Linked DNA regions of Mus musculus: region 2 is linked to region 1. A link is a contact called in public Hi-C data. All regions are on one chromosome and are shown on one strand. The core of a region is the stretch at or near the end of the contact, and the rest is flanking DNA. Distances in the headings are between cores, read along the strand shown.

Evidence for each region. Hi-C and Micro-C count contacts between places; a contact is called where the count stands out from the background.
Region 2: a Hi-C map of liver shows a contact between it and region 1, with 1.9 times the contacts expected there. The contact joins two enhancer-like sites. A contact is called at or near these places in 1 of 39 promoter capture datasets (embryonic stem cells), 1 of 15 datasets of contacts at CTCF or cohesin (the NIH/3T3 cell line), 12 of 484 Hi-C or Micro-C datasets (CD8 T cells, Th1 cells, Th2 cells and 7 more) and 20 of 115 datasets of contacts at active chromatin or transcription factors (the 230-238 cell line, CD8 T cells, the HPC-7 cell line and 9 more).

The regions. Positions count from the first base shown.
Region 1 is chr2:75,634,518-75,641,620 of GRCm38.p6, reverse strand. No RefSeq gene overlaps it. Among named protein-coding and RNA genes, the nearest start is that of Gm39858, 4.1 kb to the right of the region's middle. Within about 2 kb of position 3,635, at least 41 of the 459 cell types and tissues checked have an H3K27ac peak or open chromatin away from gene starts, as enhancers often do. A contact at or near this core is called in kidney, liver and pancreatic cancer cells, where this site is marked.
Region 2 is chr2:75,769,295-75,776,397 of GRCm38.p6, reverse strand. It overlaps Gm34657 (a long non-coding RNA gene), which reads right to left. Exons shown (of 2, transcript XR_374734.2): 1 at 7,011-7,103; 2 at 4,739-5,925. Among named protein-coding and RNA genes, the nearest start is that of Gm34657, 4.0 kb to the right of the region's middle. Within about 2 kb of position 3,962, at least 52 of the 459 cell types and tissues checked have an H3K27ac peak or open chromatin away from gene starts, as enhancers often do. A contact at or near this core is called in kidney, liver and pancreatic cancer cells, where this site is marked.

The DNA.
Region 1 (7,103 bases), core at 2,386-4,885:
AAAACTAGAAGGTATTCATACACATATTTTTTCCAGTAAAGTCTATTTTTCAGTAGATGTCAGGTCTGTCTTCTCATGAGAGGACTAGTTTTCTTTTTTCAGTTTTTACTATTTTATACAGGGTTTTTTTTACCAGTCTTAATTTGTCTATAACTTGATAGTCTTCAGACTGTCAGGATCATTGCTCTTTAGGATGCCTGGGCGGTTAGATTTGCCATCTGATTTCTTTTAGCCACAGCATCTTAGGTCTTTCTCTGCAGATGTCAACAGTTCTCTTTGTCTGTATATTGCTCTGTACAGTGGCAAGAGCATACCTGCTGTCCGTGTAGACTTTTTTTTTTTTACCATTTACAGAGCTTGTATTAAAGCCACAAGTTTGGCTTTGTGGGCTGAAGTCCCTTTAGGGAGGCTGCTGGCCTAGATCACTTGCTTTCTGTCCACCACTGCACTGCTGTCCCCGCCTTCCGCTTACCCTTAACCTCCAGGCTACTGCCATCCGTGTACCAGCTCAAACTCTCAGGCCAAGGCTGATCTGATCCTTCAGATCATTTCGAGTATGAGTTTCTTCTGCCAGAATGTCAGCACAATGATGAGTAGGTGAAGTCTCAGGCAGTAGTGAGATCGAGGATAGCAGGGGGAGCGAAGGTCACTCGTTCAGTCAAAAAAAGCTCTGACAATGTGTCCATCGGTCAGGGGAACAGTTGGATAATGTTTTCAAGAGCGTTAGTCAGCCATCGGTCATGGGGGCTGAACCACACTTTCTAGGACATGTGCCAAGTTTTGTCTCAGAGTCAATTTATCTGCGTCCTTGACCAGAAGCCACTATGTGCAGACAAGCAGGCCATCTTACAGCCACCAGGTCTAATTTCTTACAAGTATGCCACAGGTCTTTTTCAGGGTCCCAATCTCTGAGTAAGAACTTCTTTGGCAATACCTTTGTTCTCAGTCACATCTAGGAGTCCCATAGCTGGGGACAACATTAGGGCAGTCTCAATAGCATCCAAGGACATCCAAGGTTGTTTTTTATTTTTCTATACGAAGGGCTGTTTATCTCTTTAACTCAGCAAAACCTGGAATCCACAATCTGCAAAAGCCCGCAGTGCCCAGGAACTTTTTAGCTTGTTTTGCACTGGTCAGTGGAGGAGTATGAAACACAGTCTCTTTTTTAGCTGCTTCAACAGGTAGGCCACCGGACTCTTTTAAGGACTCAGCTTCTGTGTTAGCACCCCTTTTGTTATCTCTTTACTTTTAGCCACGAACAGGTGAAGGGTTTGGTCATGAGGGGGGCTCCTCTTCTTTTTGTTGGGGCAGTCTCTCACCCAGTGCTCATTTTCTTTACAGTATACACGTTGATCTTTAGCCAAAAGCTTTCTTTTGTTGCCAGGTACTATCTAAGTTTTCTAGTTTTCCTGACTTTTGTGGCCAGCATTTTATTTTTTTTATCTTTTTGTCTCACAGCACAGCTCTGATTCTGACTTTGGTCTCTGTCTTTGTCTTAACTTCCTGTTACCTTGGTCAGATTGTTGGGACACTTTCTAGTCCCACAGAGACGAGACCCCCATCAGAGCCTGGCAGTTAGACTCACAGGTGCTCCTTACCTTGGACAGAAGCCCCAAGTGGGCGGATGCCTCCCTCACTGGAGCTTAGAACAGACTCACTGCCAGCAGCTCAGGGAGGGGTCGCCTGAGAAGAGAAAACACGTGGGGCAGGGAAGGGAGTACAGCTCTCACAGCTGGCTGTATCGGGCCACTCATATCTCAAAGTGAAAGCAGTTTTTCTGTTAACAAGAGACGGGATGGGAGGGACAGGGGAATGAGAAGCTGCCTGGGAACCCGCGGCGCTCTTGGCCGGCTACTCGAACAGCCTCCTCTTCTTTTGCTTCAGCAGCCACAACATTTAGGCCACTGACTTCTCAGGGACCACTCCTCATTTGCTCCGGATTTCCGAGCTCATTTTTCCCTAGGCTCCAGGTTCATGGGCGGGACCACTGTGACCCGCTGGCTGCTCTCTGGAGTTGGAGTGGGAGGCAGGGCAGCTGTTGATCTGAAAGGAAGTGGTCAGCATAGGGATCTGACAGGATTTTTAGGCTTATTTTAGAAGGCATAACTTAAAAACAGTCGTCAGTCATCAGTCCAAGTCTGAACACAAAGAGACACACAAGACACACACAGAAACCGTAAACCACAAACAAAAACAAGATAGTAACAGACAACATAGACGACTCACAAAAACAAACGTAAACAAACAAAATTACCAAGCGACAGAACCAGAGTCAGAGAAAGGGGAGTGGACACAGATTGTCCCATTTTTAGAAAAACAGTAGTCACAACAAGAGCGGACACGAGACTAAGACAAAAAGAGAAACCAGAAGAATCAGATGGCCTCTCTAAGGCCGGCCAATTGAGACCCTCTGCACGAGGTGGGACTCGAACCCACGATCCCGTGACCAGACGCGAGGTGGGACTCGAACCCACGATCTCGCAACAAAACACGAGGTGGGACTCGAACCCACGATCCCGTGACCAGACGCGAGGTGGGACTCGAACCCACGATCTCGCAACAAAACACGAGGTGGGACTCGAACCCACGATCTCGCAACTGGGCACGAGGTGGGACTCGAACCCACGATCTCGCAACCCCAAATGGTCTCTTGGCCTTCAAAGGGGTCCACCAGGCGTCCCTGATCCTCCCCTGTTCCTCCTGGGACGTCTCCCAGGGCGAACGGACGGTGGACACCTGGACACGTCTATCCTTATCCACCCCGCACTCCCTCTCGGAGCGCGGTCTCACTGAGCGTCCGCAAAACTGAAACTGCGATCGCACCAGACTTAGAAACAGAACACAGACATCAGAACACAGACATCAGACCAAAACAGAACAAAGAATCTTACCTCTAAGTGGGTCTAGGACCTCTGGGTGGTCGCGCTGTTTCCCGGCCAATGCACCAAATGAAAGATTTTCGAATTCCCGGCCAATGCACCAAATGAAAGATTCTCGAATTCCCGGCCCATGTACCAAATGAAAGACCCTCGAGGGAAGACCCTCACTCAGACACTCAAGTCCCGGGACAGCCGCGTACCCAAGAAGACACTGAGACCATACATAAAATGTAGAAGGTAAGATTTAATAAAGCAGCGACATGAAAGCACACAGACCAGAGCTCTGGGGTCGAAATAAAGCAGCAACAGAAAGCACACAGAGCTCTGGGGTCGAAACTCATACACCTTTGCACAGGGTAGAGGAGTCTCGACGACGACTTAAAATTTTCACAAGCTTTTAAAGGAAAAAACCACAAACTGGGAGGGGGAATGGGGAGGGAATAGGGGAAGTTTAACAACCACAAATTTACTCAACCAAAGAGTCATATCCTGTGTTTGGCAATACATCTGGCCTGTTGAAACATTCTGTGGTTGTTCCAGAAAATGTTTTTTCTCAAGTATGTTTTCCAGATGGGAGGGGGTGGGCTCCGAGGTGAAAGTTCATGTTCTCACAAGAGGCCAGTAATTTTTCATTCTTCAGGATTTGAAGAACCAGGGTTCTCTGAAAAAGACCATAACCACTGAGCCCTCTCTTCAGCCCAGTGCTCCTTTGAGACAAGGTCTCCTCTTTTCTCCAGCTTCACTCACAAGCTCCTCTCCTGTGCTGGGTGGGATAGGTGCCTAAGGAGAAGGCAAAGGGGGGGAGGAGGGGCGAGGTGGGGGGAGGTGTTGGAGGGAATCTTAATCCTGGCCTGGCACCCTTTAAGTGTGTTTTCTTAGCCGGGCGTGGTGGTGCACGCCTTTAATCCCAGCACTCGGGAGGCAGAGGCAGGCGGATTTCTGAGTTCGAGGCCAGCCTGGTCTACAAAGTGAGTTCCAGGACAGCCAGGACTATACAGAGAAACCCTGTCTCAAAAAAAAAAAAAAAAAAAAGTGTGTTTCCTTACTGTGTTGCAGTAAGGAAAGCAGAGGGAAGAGCTGGAGATCTTTTATGTCATCTGCTTAAAGTGGCTGAGAAAGGAAATGCCATGTTAATTATGTATCTGGATTAGGCAGTAACAGCTTGTCTGTGAAAAATAAGTAGATGGTCTTATTTTTCTTAGTTGAAGATTAACTAATAGTTGTTAATGCAGTCCATTTGACCTTTGGGAGGTAGATCCACAATGATTTTCTGAAACTTAAAAGAAGTTTTAAGTTTACAAAAAGAGAGAAATGTTTAGATATGTCAGTATTCATCATTTGCAATCTGTAAACATTTTGAATTAAAAGCAAGAACATTATTTTTAGATATTCTTGTTATTGGGGAAGAACAAGCATTTAAAATTCAAACCAAAAAAAGCAATTCTTCTTCTTCTTTTTTTTTTTTTGTTTTTTGAGACAGGGTTTCTCTGTGCAGTCCTGGCTGTCCTGGAACTCACTCTGTAGAACAGGCTGGCCTTGAACTCAGAAATCCACCTGCCTCTGCCTCCCAAGTGCTGGGATTAAAGGCGTGCGCCACCACTGCCCAGCTAAGCATGACAATTCTAAGTTTTGGGTGAACTGTATTGTCTCAGGATACATCAGCAGCAAGACTCCACCCATTACTCTAGTAGTTTTAGGTTCTGTAGCTTTGTATTGTAACTGAGGTGACAGGCAACAGTTACATGCAGTTAGTCTGCTCAGAGAATTTAACTTTGCCTAGAGGATCCTTCCTGTCCAGACGCCATTCACACCTGGCCTGTCCCACTGCCACTGCCAGCTGCCTGCTCCATCTGCCCTTGAATCCACACCACGGATGGTCAGGTCCTTTTTCCTGGCATGTGAGTCCCAGTTGTGTGTTGCCCCTGGCCATGTGCCACCATAGCCCAGCAGGTGGCAGCAGGAGAGGTGCAACTTTCTGTTTCTTTAAACCCCGAAAAAGGGAGACAGGCATAGGAGCCTGGTGGCAGGGGTTGAGAAGGTGAGAGTGGGTTTTGAACTCGTGAGCCAGAAGACAGGTGATTATGTCTCAAATCTGAAGCCAGAGGAGTGCTTGGCTACAGCATCTTGCAGGCTGGGCTCTGGAAAAAAAAAACAAAAAACAAAAAAACAAAAACCTGTTTAAAATGGTAATCTGGCCGGGCGCTTTGGTGTTCTTGGAAACCAATCACAACTGAGGTCAGTTAGAACTGCTTTGTATAATTAGCCACAATAGGCTTGGACCTGTACCAACCTGTACCTGTACCAACCAGCTGGCAACACTTCCTCTACCTATGTGTAAGCTTTTATGGTTTTGTCTTTGTAAGCTGCCCCTGGGATGGACCCCATAAGAGAGACACCTGCACCAATATAAGAAGCCATTTTGAGTAGGGGTCAAGTAAAATTTAGGTTCCCAAGACCTCCCTGGGAATGGATAACCTACTAAGCAGAAAGGCTCATGTACCTGGGTAACTGAGATCCTGGTTGGCAAATTAAGACATGAATGTTAGACAAGGTAAGTCCCCTGCCACACTCCAACCAATGGGAAGAATAAAGACACATTCCGAAGGAAATCCCCTATCCCTAAATCCTAATTGGTGGAATAACTTGGCACAGATGTTTGTGGATTTCAGGCTTAAAAGCTCTGTAGGAGTCTGCTCCTGGGTGCAGTCAGCTCCCGTGTTTGGTCTGTGGCCCTGACCGGTCAGTCCTGGGGCCAGTGCTCAATGAGCTATCCCTGTGTGGCTGAGACCCCTGTGTGGCTGAGACCCCTGTGTGGCTGAGACCCCTGTGTGGCTGAGACCCCTGTGTGGTTGAGACCCCTCTGTGGCTGAGACCCCAAGGGTTTATATGGTTTGTGGGGGCAACTTCTGGACCCCAGTAGTTATGAGGCTCTTCCATTTCCTTAGCTGGTTCTTGGAGAGTGTAGTTGTGCGGGTCAGAGGAAAGAAGTAGAGAGCTCTCTTGAAGAGGTTGGGAAGAGCCCTGAGTTGGCGCGTTCGTTTGTAAAGGTGTCCTGTGGCACATGGGCAGGGGAAAAAGGGTAGGGGGAGACTACTATTGTAATGGAGTCCTGTGGAGGGCAGGATTGCTGGGTTGGGGAGGGAAGTTGTGAGCCCACATATTTTTGTTGAGTTTTTTTTTTTTCTTATTTATTATTATATGTAAGTACACTGTAGCTGTCTTCAGACACTCCAGAAGAGGGAGTCAGATCTTGTTACAGGTGGTTGTGAGCCACCATGTGGTTGCTGGGATTTGAACTCTGGACCTTCGGAAGAGCAGTCGGGTGCTCTTACCCACTTAGCCATCTCACCAGCCCTTGGTGAGTTTTTTATGGGGGACTTTAATAGGACCTGCATTTTTTTTTAAAATTTTTTTTAAATGTGCTTTTTGTGTGATGAGGTGTTCCCCATCATAGAAAAGGAAAGAGACACCTTATCCCACTGGAATGTTCCTGCAGCCGTTCTGCTCCAGAGGATTCCACAGAGGTCCAAAATGTTAAGCTTTCTCACAAATTTTCCTAGATGGTATTTAAAAGGTCACTGAGTAACCATTTGTTTGTTTGTTTGTTTCAAGGAGAAATTAGAGAGGGGGTCTTTGCTCTTGTGGACTGTCAGGTTTCAGAGGTTTAGGGACGTTCTGCTAATGAAAGAACCTAGTGGGGGGGGGGCTGGTGAGATGGCTCAGTGGGTAAGAGCACCCGACTGCTCTTCCGAAGGTCCAGAGTTCAAATCCCAGCAACCACATGGTGGCTCACAACCATCTGTAACGAGATCTGACTCCTTCTGGAGTGTCTGAAGACAGCTACAGTGTACTTACATATAATAAATAATAAATAAAATCTTAAAAAAAAAAAAGAACCTAGTGGGGAAACCCCCACTCAATTTCCGTTCAGCGCGCACCCAAGAATCACGAACAGACGACCATCTTGACGTAAAAGCATGAGGTACTTTATGACGGAGTTCCGGGCTGACACATATCTCCAGCAGGAGACAGAGGTGTTGACCACATGGTGGAGCCATAATGGCGGAGCTCCAGTTCAAAACATATCTCACACAGGAGACAGTGGTTTCCACCACGAGGCTTACCACGAGGCTTGGAAGCTAGGGGTTTTTATAGAAAAGGGGTGGGGCTAGGGGAGGAATTGGCGCCGTTTCACATGATTGGTTCATTTAAACATCAACAGAC
Region 2 (7,103 bases), core at 2,713-5,212, 130 kb before region 1:
TCTGTGATCTACACACAGTTAGATTCGAAGGGCACTTTTCCCTTTTCTCTTTATTTGACCTATAGCAACTTATGACATAACATGGCTCTTGAATCTTTCTCTTACCTGAAGATCTATAACTCATCATTCTCATATTCTCTTTCCCCCTCTCTTCCTCTCTCTCTCTCTCTTTTTCTCCCTCCCTCTCTCCCTCTCTCTCTCTCTTTTTCTCTCTCCCTCCCTCCCCCCCTCTCTCCCTTCCCCCCTTCCTCCCTCCCCCTCTCTCCCTTCCCCCCTACCTTCCTCCCCCCTCCCTCCCCCCTCCCTTCCTCCCTCCTCCCTCCCCCCTCCCTCCCCCCCTCCCTCCCTTCCCCCCTCCCTCCTTCCTTTCTCTCCCTCTCTCCCTCTCCATCTCTCTCCCTTGTCCAGAACATCAGAAGCCCTACAGGCTTCGTGGGCATCTCAAACTCAAGCTGACTTCATTTCCTCTTCAGACTTGTTCATCCTCCCGAATCTCCCTTGCAAGGGTTATTATGGGCTACTGCTGCTGCCATAGACTCCTGGAGTCCCCTAACTGCTCTGTCTACACCACCTCTCACATTTAGTTTTGTCACCAAGAACTCTGCCACCTAAATGTCTCTTCTACCATATAGCCTAAGGCCCTCTCCTCTACCACCAACCACCACACCTCACCCAAACCGGTTTCTTTACAAACCATTTCCCGGCAGCTCCACATTTGTAAAGACTAGGAATCTCACAGATGCCAGACTCCACAAACACCTATGCAAAATCTGCCCCAGAGGAAATGTGATTTCCTAATCTAGACTTTCAGCATCCTTCCTGGTAGATTTAATCTGTCTAGATTCAATCTAGATGCTCTCAAGTGGGTTCTGTGATTTGTCTGTCAACTGGGATTACCTAAATATTCTAGTTCAGAATTTAATTTCAGACCTTCCTTCCCCTGTTCTTGCATCGTAGGGTTCCTGGGATGGCTGCCCAAAGGAAATGAGGAAGTAGATGAAGCCCATGTGTGATTGACTGTGGTGTTTTGAGGCTAGGGAAGGGGAACCTACTCTTAGTCTGAGCAGCTACCACTATTTTCCTCAACACAAGTTGGGCCCAGTGCATCTCCTGGGACATTGGGTCCAGCCAGCTGGCTCTGATGAGAGTGGTTTCTAGTCCTAGAAGAAGGTCTCTCTCTCTCTCTCTCTCTCTCTCTCTCTCTCTCTCTCTCTCTCCCTCAAGATTTATTTATTTCATGGATATGAGTACACAGCAGCTGTCTTCAGACATACCAGAAAAAGGCTCCAGATATCATTACAGATGGTTGTGAGCCACCATGCAGTTGCTGGGTATTGAACATCAGGACCTCTGGAAGAGCAAGCAGCCAGTGCTCTTACCACTGAGCCATCTCTCCAGCCGTGCCTGTATCTCTTGAAACCCCAGTCATCAATCTAGGAATAACCCTTCCTTTTCCTAACCTTCCTAATGTTGAAACCTTTAATACAGTTCCTCATGTTGTGGTGACCCCCCAACCACAAAATTATTTTTGTTGCTACTTCATAACTATAATTTTGCTACTATTATGAATTGTAAATATTTTTGGAGATAGAGGTTTGCCAAAGGGGCCGTCACCCACTTTGAGAACCACTGCCTTACCACATCTCCTTTTACACTGGGCTGGCTGGAACAAAAGTGGCTCCCATAGGCTCATATATTTAAATGCTTAGTTCTCAGGTAGTAGATCTGTTTGATGGGCTATAGGCTTTTTGGAGGAAGTGTGTCCTTGTTGGAATAATCATGTCACTGGGAGTGGGCTTTGAGGTTTCAAAACCCATGCCAGGCTCAGTCTCCCCTACCCCACCACCTCTCCCTCCCCCTCCCCCTCCCCCTCCCCCTCCCCCTCTCCTTCCCTCTCCTTCCCCCCCCCCTCCCCCTCTCCATCTCCCCCCTCTCTGCTTTCTGCCTACAGATCAGGATGTATTAAGCTCTCAGCTCCTTCTCCAGCACTATGCCTGCCAGAATGCTGCCACACGCCCCACCACGATGATAATGGCCTAACCTTCTGAAACTGTAATCAATCCCCCGATTAACTGCTTACTTGTATGACAATTGCCTTGATCGTGGCGTCTTTTCACAGCAATAGAACACTAACTCAGACACATATCACCTATTTCTTCTCCCACCACAGAGGGGAAAGTAACCAAGTCACATCTATGCAGTTGTGCAAACTGGTTTTATTACATCAGTTTTATCTCCACATTAAGGAGCAGAGCGCTTTATGTTTATGTTTTGTGATAGAGAGCCCCTCTGCACAATAATGTGCTTTACATTTGATTGACAAAACAATTTGGTAGAGGGAGGGCTTATACATATGTGCCCATTTATGTGTAGAAGATACCAGTTGGCAGTCCAGAGCCTGAGGAGAAAGAGGAGTAGAGAAACCCAAGAGAACTTCCCACATTGTCCAGCTGCACTCTTCCCAAGCCACAGTTTTAAATAGAAAATCCACTTGCTTAAACTTTCCCATTGCCTTTAGGATAAAAATCTCACAGATGAGCTTAGATCCACGAGGGACTGAAGAGTTGGCTCAGAGGACCTGGGTTCGGTTCTTAGAAACCAAGAGGTGGTGTTGTCTTTAAATATTCCTCAGCAGAGATGAGGCAGGAAGAGGAGAGTCAGGCTGGAAAATGTTGCTCTCTCAGATTAAGCAAGAGGGGAAGTCATATGCAGAAGCAGGCTGGTGCTGGAGGGAACTGGAGGGAACAGAGAAAGGGAATTCTGGGGAATGTGGTGGGAAGGTGGGGATTTTCGGTGGTGGTGGTTTTTGGAGGTGGGTGGGTGGTAAAAGACAGGGTCTAGCAATGTAGCCTAGGCTGGCCTCGAACTCACAGCAATCCCCTTGATTTAGCTTTCAAGAGCTGGGATTGCAGGTGTGTGGCACCTAATTTAAGAAGGCCGCTCTATAGTTGGGCGTGGTGGCACATGCCTTTAATCCCAGCAGAGGCAGAGGCAGGCGGATTTGTGAGTTCGAGGCCAGCCTGGTCTACAGAGTGAGTTCCAGGACAGCCAGGGATACACAAAGAAACCCTGTCTCGAAAAAAACAAACAAACAAAAAGGCTGCTCTAAACAAGCAGAGTTCACTAGTAAAAATGAAAGCCAGAACAAATCAGCCTAGCTCTGAGCCATCTGCCACCTTTTCTTTTCTTTTCTTTTCTTTTTTAACCAGCAGAATAGAGAGGAAAAGTGTACAGTGGGCTTCAGTCAGAGGTGGAGGTTAGGAAGACAGGAAGGAGACAATTTGTCAGGGAGAGAAGGCTCCTGTCAAGACAATAACTGAAAAACGAACAGAAACAAGGAGAGCAGGCAAGCAAAGAGAGAGGGCTCCTTGGTTCTGTGAACCACTGGGGGTTGGGGAGCAGGGAAGGGCCCCCACTTAGTGAAAGCTCTCTGAACCGGATAAAGCAATGCCAGAATTTTCTAGTATTTTCTCAGCAGAGTGAAAAGGTGAATGTCCTCTTAAATCATTAACCTAACAGGCACTCAAGTCCGGGCAGACTCTGTCGTGCGGGGCGATAAGATTCTGTGACCACTCCAAGGCTAGAAAAGCACGCTCCACCTTCCGTGACTGAACAAGCCCAGTCCCGGCTCCCCCTTCCTGCTGAAGTAGGTCAGAGGTCTGCACCAGGATGGCCTGACTTTCCTATCGACCACATTCCAGGATGTAGGGCCTTCAGCTGACAACCAGCTTCAGGCTTTTAGGGGGTTGTGCTCTGACCCTCCTTGATCTCCTCACCACAGGGGACAGAGGCTGGGAGGCCAAGGAGATATTCTCAGAATTCACAACTTCCCTCTAAACCTCACTAGGACATCTTGGCTTACCTCAGAATTCCTTGTTCAAATGTACGAAGACTAATTCCAGGACTTGCCTAGACTTCTTTCCCAGCGCAGACAACAGTACTAGGAAGTGTAATTAGCTCCAGGCTTGCCAAGTGGAACCTGCTGCAGAGAGCATGGAGTGCAGCCTGGAACAGCCACTTGAAGGCCACTCTGTCAGGGGTGGGAAGAGAAGAGAAGAGTTTTGAATTGGGGTCCAGGCTCCCCCATAACTTTACTTTCTGGTAAAAAGAAAACTTCAAAGAGTTCAAGAATTTTACATTCTAATCGGGCTGGTCTTTGGTTCTTTTATCAAAGTGGAAAGATCCTCTTTATCAATTTCACTTACAACTTCCCCACAGTTAAACATATGAATTATATTGTCTCATTTATCCCTTTACCTTTGGCCTTTAATGGACTGGCCTGACTCCATCTTAAGTTTAAAAAAAAAAAAAAAAGATTAAAAGCCATCTTGTTACAAGGTCAAAAAAAGTTCATCCCTGTTATCTGTAAAACTTGGATTTGACCACGTCTTACCTATTTTCTGGAATTTGTCACGTTCCACACCCTATACCCCAACCTCCACCCTGATAAGATAAGATGCCCTGCCAAATAATTTTGAAATGTTCAGCCAAGTTCCTACATAGCCAAAAGTCCTCCGGAAATCCCCCAACCCTTGAAAAGCCCTTGCTCTTACAGTTTGAGGAGGGGGCTATATAAACCCCAGTGTCTCCTATAGCCAATGCTATTTTCCCAAACCTTTACTCCCATTTAGTGGGATTTGTAACACCTTATAAATGTTAAGAAGAGGCCTGACCCCTGTAATGTATTATTTCCCTGTTATAAAACAAAACAAAACAAAAACAACAACAACAACAAAACTACCCTTCAACATGATCATTATAAGTTTATTTGATATCAGTTAGGTCAGAATTACACTTCAAAATGGTGAAAAACAGAGATTGATTTAAAATCTTGTTTGGATTTCCCAATAGATTTAGTAGCTTATATTCTCTCCTCAGATGTTGTTATCATTTGGTACCCTCTGACAGAGTATATGTTTCTGTGTTTTATTAAGCTGCCCTGTTTCCATTTAAGTTATCAGTTCTTATCTTCCTAGGATATTTAAGTTACACAGCGAAGCCTTATGTAGAAGGCCCCATGACCAAATACCGGAGCAAATTCCCAGTCGGTCCCTTTTGATCTCGAGGCTTGCTCGGGACTCTGTCCATCTCAGATGCTTTCTGACATGTGCAGCTTCACCTGCGCTGTACCCGACTCCTTCCTGGACCGTCCCTGAGCCATCTTCCTTCATACTTAAAGGTGTAGAATCGAGTGAGAAGAAGAATGCTTAGCGGCTGCACTAGAGAGAAGAGGGAGCCACTGTCCCACAGTGGCTGGTCCTATAGATCCATAGTCTTTATTGCCTTTCACCTTAACCTCCCCCTCCACTGCATAACATCCTCCAAATGGGAGAGGACCCTTTCAGAAGAATCCATGCTAAGACCCTTGCAGAAAAGTCCGCCAACACATCTCAGTGCCTTCTTTGCTTGTTATCAAATGGAGAAGTAGGAAGTTTGGTTTCTAAAGAGTGAGACAAGAGCAGCTAGCTGAGGTGGAGGAGACTTGACTCCCTGACAAGCTGCAGTTAGGTCACCAGTTGAATGACATGGGTGATGTCATCTTATTTTTCTCTTCCTGTTTTTTTTTTTTTTTTTCCTTTTTTCTGTGAAGTGTACTGAAAGAAATGGGGGCAGGTAGAATTTATTTAGCTTACTCTTTTACCTCAATGGCAACAAACTATCCCATCCAAATGTCAATATTGATAAGAGGTTGAGAAATTCCAGACCAGATAAACTATTTCTAAATCTCCTTTCAACAAAAATTGAATAAGATGTGTTCCTTGGTCATTGCTGTTGCTGTTCTTTTTAACACGCAAAATCATTTCTCTTTTACTCAAAATCACTCAGCCACGGGTCTGAGTCTCCAGAACATTCCTTCCCTGTGTTGGCTCTGCTCTTCAGCTGTGCTGATCTTATTCCTTCGTAACCATATGCGCTCTGGCCATCCTGCTGGCAGAGAAGGAGAAAGCAGATTAGAATAGTGTGCCGGATCTTCCATCTCTGACCTGATACAAATCCTGCACTCAGGAACAGGTGGATCTCTGTGAGCTTGAGACTGGCCTGGTCTCTATCATGAATTCCAGTATATCCAGGGCTCTGTTACACAGAGAAACCCTGACTCAGGGAAAATAACAAGGAGTGCGTACAGACAGGTGTAGTCATCGCTACAGGACCACTTTTAGTTTGTTCTCATCACCTCTAAAAGAAACTGTATGGATTAGTAACTTCTACTTTCCCTCAACTCCCTACTCTATCCCTAAGTAAACACTAATCTACACTCTATTTCTACAGCAACCTATTCTAAACCTTACTCTCATTGTGGAATCAGAAACTATTTTTCACATAGCATAGCTTTTTTTTTTTCACATAGCATGTTTTCAAGGGTCATATGAGTTATACCTTTCCTTTAGATGTCATAAACAATGTTGTTATGAACATTTAGATAAGAGCTTTTATATGGTCATATTTTCATTTCTTTTGGGTTATACATCGAAGAGAGGAGTTGGTCCATGTGATAACTGGATTTAGCCTTTTGAGAAGCTGGCATATTTAGGGCCAGCAACATGGTTCAGTGGGTCAAAGCACTTGCCACCAAGGCTGGCAGTCTGAGTTCCATTTGCAGGACCTACACAGTAGGTTGCAAGTTGTTCTCTGGTCTCTACAAGTATGATGTGGCACATACCCACATACACATTCAATAAGTATAATAAAAAGAAATGAAACTGACACATTCTTTTCTCTTTCTCTTTTTTTAAAGATTTATGTATTATATGAAAGTGCACTGTAGCTGTCTTCAGACACCCAGAAGAGGGCATGATCTCATTACAGATGGTTGTGAGCCACCATGTGGTTGCTGGGATTTGAACTCAGGACCTTCGGAAAAGCAATCAGTGGTGCTCTTAACCGTTGAACCATCTCTCCAGCTCCCAAAACTGGCCCATTCTTTCTCACATAACTATACTCTTACCCATTCCTGACAACAATGCATGACATTAATGCTACAACAATACAGTTTGAAGGGGAACCCTGACCCCTGACACCCCCTCCGCAGGCTGGAATGTTGATCACATGATCCCTAGCTGGTAGAGATGTGTCAGTAGCTTGTGGAAGTGGGATCTTGCAGG